2 separate regions of the Rattus norvegicus genome follow, and region 2 is linked to region 1. A link is a contact called in public Hi-C data. All regions are on one chromosome and are shown on one strand. The core of a region is the stretch at or near the end of the contact, and the rest is flanking DNA. Distances in the headings are between cores, read along the strand shown. Region 1 overlaps Tmem117 (transmembrane protein 117). Region 2 overlaps Tmem117 (transmembrane protein 117).

Region 1 (3,721 bases), core at 572-3,071:
CATGAACAGCGTTCATGGGCTCTGTCCCCGGGGCCCACCTGCCGAATTGGCTTTCCCATGGCTTCTGTTCCACTTCTGTGCTTGACTCTAGCATTTCTTGATTCTTCCAAATTTCAACCCAGCCTGTGGCTCTTTCTCTTATCCCCCCTGCCCCAGGCTGGCAAGAACAGGTTCTTATAACTACTGTCCACTGTTCAACTGCTCCTTGTGGGAGCAGGCCTGTCCCCATGGCACCATAGAGTCTCTGTCTTCCTGCCTTGGACTGTGTTCCTAGGTCTCCACCTGGCTAACACTGCCCAAGCCTGTATTTCAGCCGAGGATTTTAAACTATGTCGGAGAGAAAAGGCAAGTTAGCAGTTCATTCCTCACACTGATGGCTGCCATTCTCTTCCTTCTTTACTAGAAACAGAAAGTTATGGTGCCCTCTTTTCCTCAGAGCTGGGGGTTGGGGTGGGGGAGAGGGATGAAGGTGAAGGTGAAGGTGAATGGTGAGCCAAGTACCCTGAAGAAGCCCAAGGGGAGCTGCCTGGACAGAACGGACCACCTTCCTCACCTCCTCAGAACTGGCCACCTTCCTCACCTCCTCAGAACTGGCCACCTTCCTCACCTCCACAGAACTGGCCACCTTCCTCACCACCACAGAATGGACCACCTTCCTCACCTCCTCAGAACTGGCCACCTTCCTCACCTCCACAGAACTGGCCACCTTCCTCACCTCCACAGAACTGGCCACCTTCCTCACCACCACAGAATGGACCACCTTCCTCACCTCCACAGAATGGACCACCTTCCTCACCTCCTCAGAACTGGCCACCTTCCTCACCTCCTCAGAACTGGCCACCTTCCTCACCTCCTCAGAACTGTCCATCTTCCTCACCTCCACAGAATTGGCCACCTTCATCACCTCCTCAGAACTGGCCACCTTCCTCACCTCCACAGAACGGGCCACCTTCCTCACCTCCTCAGAACTGGCCACCTTCCTCACCTCCACAGAACTGGCCACCTTCCTCACCTCCACAGAATTGGCCACCTTCATCACCTCCACAGAATGGACCACCTTCCTCACTTCCTCAGAACTGGCCACTTTCCTCACCTCCACAGAATGGACCACCTTCCTCACCACCACAGAATGGACCACTTTCCTCACCTCCACAGAATGGACCACTTTCCTCACCTCCACAGAATGGACCACCTTCCTCACCTCCACAGAATGGACCACCTTCCTCACTTCCTCAGAACTGGCCACTTTCCTCACCTCCACAGAATGGACCACCTTCCTCACCTCCACAGAATGGACCACCTTCATCACCTCCTCAGAACTGGCCACCTTCCTCACCTCCACAGAATTGGCCACCTTCATCACCTCCTCAGAACTGGCCATCTTCCTCACCTCCACAGAACGGGCCACCTTCCTCATCTTGAACAGAAGGATTTCCTAGAGGTGGGGTGTATCACATCCTAGAGATGTGACAGGGAAGTACAGGTAAAGCTGGTGGCTGGGGGTGAGGTGGGTGTTGGGGAGTGGCTCTGTTGGGAAAGGGACCTACGGGGAAGCCTCAGGACTTGAGTTACACCTCCAGGATCTATCTACGCAGTGAAAGGAGAGAAGCAACTCCTAGCAGACACCCTCTGACCTCTTCATGTGTGTGGTGTCATACACTCACAGGCAAAATAAATAAACACAATGCCATCCAAAGCATCGGTGGGGGCGGGGGGAGGCAGCCTGGGTGATTTGGGGAAGGCAGCTGTCCCTCAAGTCCTCCCGGCCAGCGTCCTCATTTTACTGGTTTCTTTTGTTACAGGATTGTGTTTTCAGGCAGCAGGTGTGGCACTGTCTCCAGGGACATGGCGGAGACGTCCTTAGCTGCTTTTGTTTTGGCAAGATGATGAGAAGTAGTGTTTAATAAAGATGGGTGTCCATCTCATCTTCCTGTTCAACCTTTTACACGGGGCGCTCCCACCTACACTTTCCACAAATGCAGAAGACGTTATTCCCGGAGCCGTGTGTGTGTGTGTGTGTGTGTGTGTGTGTGTGTGTGTGTGTGCTCGAGTGCACGCCTGCATCTCAGATGATAAATAATTGAAAGTAAAGATTGGCAACCTGCTGCTTCACCAAGCTTTCCTTTTGCTTTCCTTTTCAGAGTAATGAGGAGACAGATGGTACTTTTTCTATAGATGCCAAAAAGGAAAAAAAAAAAAAGAAAAAGAAAACCCAGAAACTCCCAGGTCTCACAGTTGTGGAACAAAGTTTTATGTGACTTGCAGAACCCGTCTTCAGAGTCTATTGGCATCCCTCTTTAGCCCCTACTTCAAGACCCAGAGTGACAAGGGGAGTGATTTGATATTCTGAGTGTTTGTCATTGGAGGAGGTTGGCGTTGAAGGCAGATCGTTGCATGTGTGTGTGTAGTTAGTAACTATAGACAAAGCAAGAACCAAACCAGTCCTACTGGTCAGCGTTGGATATTCTAACGGGCGGGATATTAGAACTACATATCACCCCACAGTTTGAAGCACCATCTTGGCTGTCGCAGGTAACATCCCGACTCAAGCAGAATGAAGACGTCGTCTCCCTCAGGAAGATGGGCGACTTCTTCATGTTGCGGTTTGGCTAGACAGAGGAGGCTCGTCTCTTTCTCACTTGTGTCAGAGACACAGAAGTGACAGGGCTTCGGGTTTCTCAGGGTTCCTTTTAACATCTGACAAGTCTAAACGTTCCGTCTGCATAAGTCACATACTAATTAGTAATTAAACACCGTTATTTAATTAGACAATCTAGTCGGTGCATCACGCGTTAATTACTCTCGGATTGGTGTGTGCCGGCTGTTCTTGGTGACGGGGCCACTCTGCTGGTGGGTTTCCTGCTGTGTGCCGCAGCTGTGCTCTGGCACAACCCTTCCCTGTCGTCTTGAATTTGGACAGGGAACATCAACACAGAGGAGACGGCAGTGTCCTGAGCTGGTCAGCTATCAGTTTTGAATGTTTGCAAAAGGAATCTTCCCTTTAGGAGACCTGTTGTGTTTTTTTGTTTGTGCTTTGGATTTTCTATCAGTTCTTTTGAAAATGACATGTGTACTCTAAGGAAAGGTCATCGTTGTATCACCTGCGGTAAATTTTCAACAGTTCTCTGCATCCACAGGAACTCTTGAACTCTCAGCTCTTCTCTAAAGACGTTAGTGAGCCTGGTGTACTGAGTGAAACACGTTTGAAAGAATTTTAATCAGAAAGAGTCATGGTCATTCATGGTTGTTTTAATAAAAAACGTTGCACTTGTACGCTATGAAACTTACCCATTGTGCCATCTCTTTCACTGCTTGTTAGAGAGGTAGGACCCAGCGTTATAAATGCTAACAGTGTATAATGAATTTTCAGCGTCTCCTAGGACCTTATCAATTATTTTATGCCGAAAGCGCTCTCAATAAGGAACCCTGCTCTTAGAGATGCACTTACCCATCAGTAGGCTTCATCAGTGCCAGTGGTTCTGTCTGCGTGGAGGTCAGAAGGGTTTGTGGAGTGTTTCCACAGGCTAATTATATTTTTGTTCGAAGGACAATTGTGCGTGGTGGTGGGTTTTATGGTGGATAGCAGTCATGGTTTGGAATACATTTAGTTCAGACTCATCTGTGACCAGAGTCTTCCTTTCTCAACGATGATGCATATAAAACCCAGAGGTGGATGCCATCCAGGAAATCCCTATGTGACAGTCATGCATCCCTGTCTATT
Region 2 (3,721 bases), core at 522-3,021, 300 kb after region 1:
ACTTCTGAAAGTAGCAAAATAAGATGTCATAAGTTTATTAGCCCTATACCAGTTACTTCCGTGATCCAAATATGTAACGATCAGCATATAACGGGAGCAAACTGTAGAGATGCGAGGCATTTCATGTGAGCTTCTAATTACTAGATTGAAAAACAGTAAGAATCCGAGCGATGACTTAATTTTTATTTTGAATGCACACCAATATCCAGTGCATGTAAGATGATAATCACCAAGTGAAATGGATACATCTGGCAGCCAGCTGAATTTAAGTGATTTTAAAGCAAGTGCTTAGAGAAAGCTGGTTTGGGGTATCTTGCTTCCTAAGTCAAATCAGATCACGGATACGCTCACATGTTGACTTTCTGACAGGACTGGGAATTCCCACACTTCATGGGCGATGTTGACGTGAACCTCCCCGGGTTGCACACTCCTCACATGCAGTTCAAGATTCCCTTCTTCCAGAAGATCTTCAAGGAGGAATACCGCATTCACATAACAGGTACGGTGTATGACTTTGGGGTACCTTTGGATGTCGTCTGTGAGAAGTAAACCACTGGTGAGAGCCATGTGTTTAGTTAGCTCTTATCCGCTCAACAATGCAAGATGGCTCTAGGTGGGCTGGTGGTTCAGTGCCATCTGTCTGGGCTGTAGGCTCATGGTGGCACGGACAAGTGAGATCCAGTGAACACATAGGAATAAATGCAATGGAGACAATGTTTCTTACCTGCCTTAATACCTCACCTCAGTCACACTCCATTGGCAATCACTGGTAAAGCCCTGTACTTAGAGACAAGGAACACAGGCAGTACAGTTGGGCAGCCACTGCAGTGTTGAATCGAGCCTTCCTGCCTGTGATATGAAAGGGTGGGGGACAAACTCTCTTTTCTAGAGCACTAGTCTTGCCACACTTCATGGACCACTACACATGGATCTTACACGTGGGGTGGCTTTTTCACAATTCTTGGTGTATATTTTCAACACCAATGCATGTTGTGCTTCTGCATTGACTATAAGGTGAAGACGATGTGGTCTGGAATCTTCAATCCATTCTCACACCTTTAAAGAATTAGACTACTGACTACTTGATTCCATGGAACCTACTTCTGTGTCCTAGCACAAGTTTATCTCGAGAGATTGTTTTGTGAATCTCCAGGTTGTTTTACTCTGATTTTTTTTTTTATGCTTCTGAAGTGAATAGCCTCTTAGTCATTCTCATGCCCGAATGATACCCTGAAGATAATTTTTATATCTTTTCTTCTTTTTAACAAAAAGCAGACAGTTGAATGATCATAGACATAAAGGGTAGTGTTCACTCCTAAACTGTTCGGATGCAGGGCATGGACCTGTCTGCTTTAAGGACAATGGCCTAGGATCCCACACCTGCTACAATGAAAACTGCAGAAGAAATCTGTGCTCACTCTGCCGTCTGTGCTGCTGGATAAAAATAGCCCAAGCGCAGAAAACATTAACATCTGAGTACTGAAAAACTCTGCTTCCCAGCCAGGAAGCTGTGCGTTGGCTCTGAGCACGAGGCGACCTTCCCGAGTTTGAGAATGAGCTCATGAATAGGGAAGATGCATCAGGTTTGTGTTCCTATTCAAGGCAGCCAAGGCTCATCTATTAAATTCACTTGGTAAATCAATCGATTTGAGTTCAGGTCACAGAGTGTGGTTTCAGAGTCCCCACTTAATCTGTGCAGCGCGCCATCCTCTTGGACTTCTAAAATAGCCATCATACACATAACTTCACCGTTGTCCCTCTGGGTGACTTTGTCTGGGCCATCTGTTCTTGCCCACTGGCTCTTGTCTCAGGCAACCCCTGCACACACAGTCTCTATCAGAATCTGTTAAAGGTTTACCACTTAGGCAGCAAACACTGGGGTAGGGGGGGATGAAGATAGAAAATAATTGGAGAACAAATCAGGTTTTAAAAATTGAACTGTTATATACAGTGTCATTTATAGGAGGGGAAGTTTCAGGGTTTACAGTACCCAGTGTTGGTGCAATTGGGGATATTTTAGTTAAAAAGATGACAAATGATCATGTTTAAAAGTCATACACAATGTCTTGAAAAGGCCATGTGCCTGCAGGATCTGTGAAGCTGCAGTGTCAGGGGCTGTGAGCCAAAGCTCCTCTGTGCATTTGGGGGAACACAGATATATACAGGGCCTCCAACCTTGACTCATGAAACAGAAGCTGCAGGAAAGAATAAAGGAACATTAATAAAGTTTTCCAGAAGGGGACAGGTAGACGACTAAGGCTTCTGGCAGTGTTTGCTGAGAGTTATACAGCTCTCGAACGGACCTGGCCGAGGTGCTGGAGGAATAAAGGAAAGCAAAGGGACAAATAGAAATGCTGAGCTTACATAGACCATGCCCTCCAATGGAGGAGCAGCATGAAATATTATATACAGCCGAACAAGACGAGGTTACTGTACACAGCTAAATCAAGGAGGTGGCGCCTATGGTGTCCAGCTGGATCAAGGAGAATGGCTTAGCTAGTCTCAGTAGATGGAGTCACTATAGGAGAGGAGTCTTAAGGCCTTAAATAGCCAAGGGAGAAAGCTACCCAGGGCATTTTCTGCACATACTGTCAATATTCATGTGTGGACCAGGAGGGAGGGAAGGTGTTTCCATTCCCCCAATGGTATAAGGCTTTGAGGTCCTTGGCATGGCCATACTCATGTCAACAACATACATTGACTCAGTGCATCATTCATTCGGGGCCTTCTCCTCTCCCCGCATGGTTTGATTAATAGGTCTCTAATTAATGATTAATTAAATAATAATTAATAGAAGTCTCTAATGAGAGAGTGAGTTCTAGCCCCATCTGTTCCTGAATAGTTCTGACACAGTGGGTCTGGGGAAGAGCAGGGGGATTGGACTCAGGAAGGTCTTCTTCGGGTAATGTGACTAACTGAGTACTTCTCCATTCTGACTAAGATCTCACAGCTAAAGTCGGAAGGTCTGTGTTTTTCCCAGAATTCACCATGCAAAGGATAGTTTCCGGAGTCCACTGAAAAGCCCCTTTGAGCAGTCTAGTGGTTAAATTAAGGGTGGGGGCCTTGAGGTAAAACTGTATTGTAATCAGCACAGTTGTGGTATTTCCAGTTTGTCTGTTATGTATTTGTGTCTGCTATTAGAATTCTTCAGAAAAATGGCTACAGGTTTTGAGAAAAGCCAAGCCTTCTTTTCTGTCTTCAATGTTGTTTCCATCCTACTCTAGTTCCTGCTAATCAGATTTTTAAAAAAAATTGCTGCTAGGGAGAAGCAGTTAGTCTTTGGTAAAGTACTTTTTACTTAATTACAGGTTGCAAGACAAGTGCTTCTAGGGAAAACCTGGATCAAATTTCCAAAATACTGAGATCCATGATGTGTATTAAGACTGTCCCCATAGCCTGACATTTCTGTCCTAAAATGCAGATGGCTAACTTGTTGAGCAGTCCTGAACAGATTAAAGGAGATTTGAATTTTCATTGTATATTAATATTGCATTGCCACTGCAGTAATTAAGATACGGCCACCAGTGTATCTCAAACAGTATATCTTAGAATATTCTGGAAAGATTGTTTAGAGAAATAGATTCATTAGGCATACACCACCATCCGTGTACTTGAGGTTTGGGGCAGAATCTGGTATCCATTTTCTCACAAACACAAGTAAATCCTGCCTGGCAGGCTGAAGACCAATGCCTATGGGTAGAACTTCTGGTATCTTAGATAA

The links. A called contact is a pair of places that touch in the nucleus more often than the background predicts.
Region 2: a contact with region 1 is called in a Hi-C map of frontal cortex, with 1.8 times the contacts expected there. The contact joins two enhancer-like sites. A contact is called at or near these places in 2 of 12 Hi-C or Micro-C datasets (frontal cortex and prefrontal cortex).

Annotation. Positions count from the first base shown.
Region 1 is chr7:127,777,225-127,780,945 of GRCr8, forward strand. All of the region lies in intron 3 of Tmem117 (transmembrane protein 117), which reads left to right. Among named protein-coding and RNA genes, the nearest start is that of Tmem117, 140 kb to the left of the region's middle. Within about 2 kb of position 1,822, at least 3 of the 93 cell types and tissues checked have an H3K27ac peak or open chromatin away from gene starts, as enhancers often do.
Region 2 is chr7:128,076,455-128,080,175 of GRCr8, forward strand. Tmem117 (transmembrane protein 117) reads left to right here. Exons shown (of 8, transcript NM_001271239.1): 7 at 370-499. Among named protein-coding and RNA genes, the nearest start is that of Tmem117, 440 kb to the left of the region's middle. Within about 2 kb of position 1,772, at least 4 of the 93 cell types and tissues checked have an H3K27ac peak or open chromatin away from gene starts, as enhancers often do.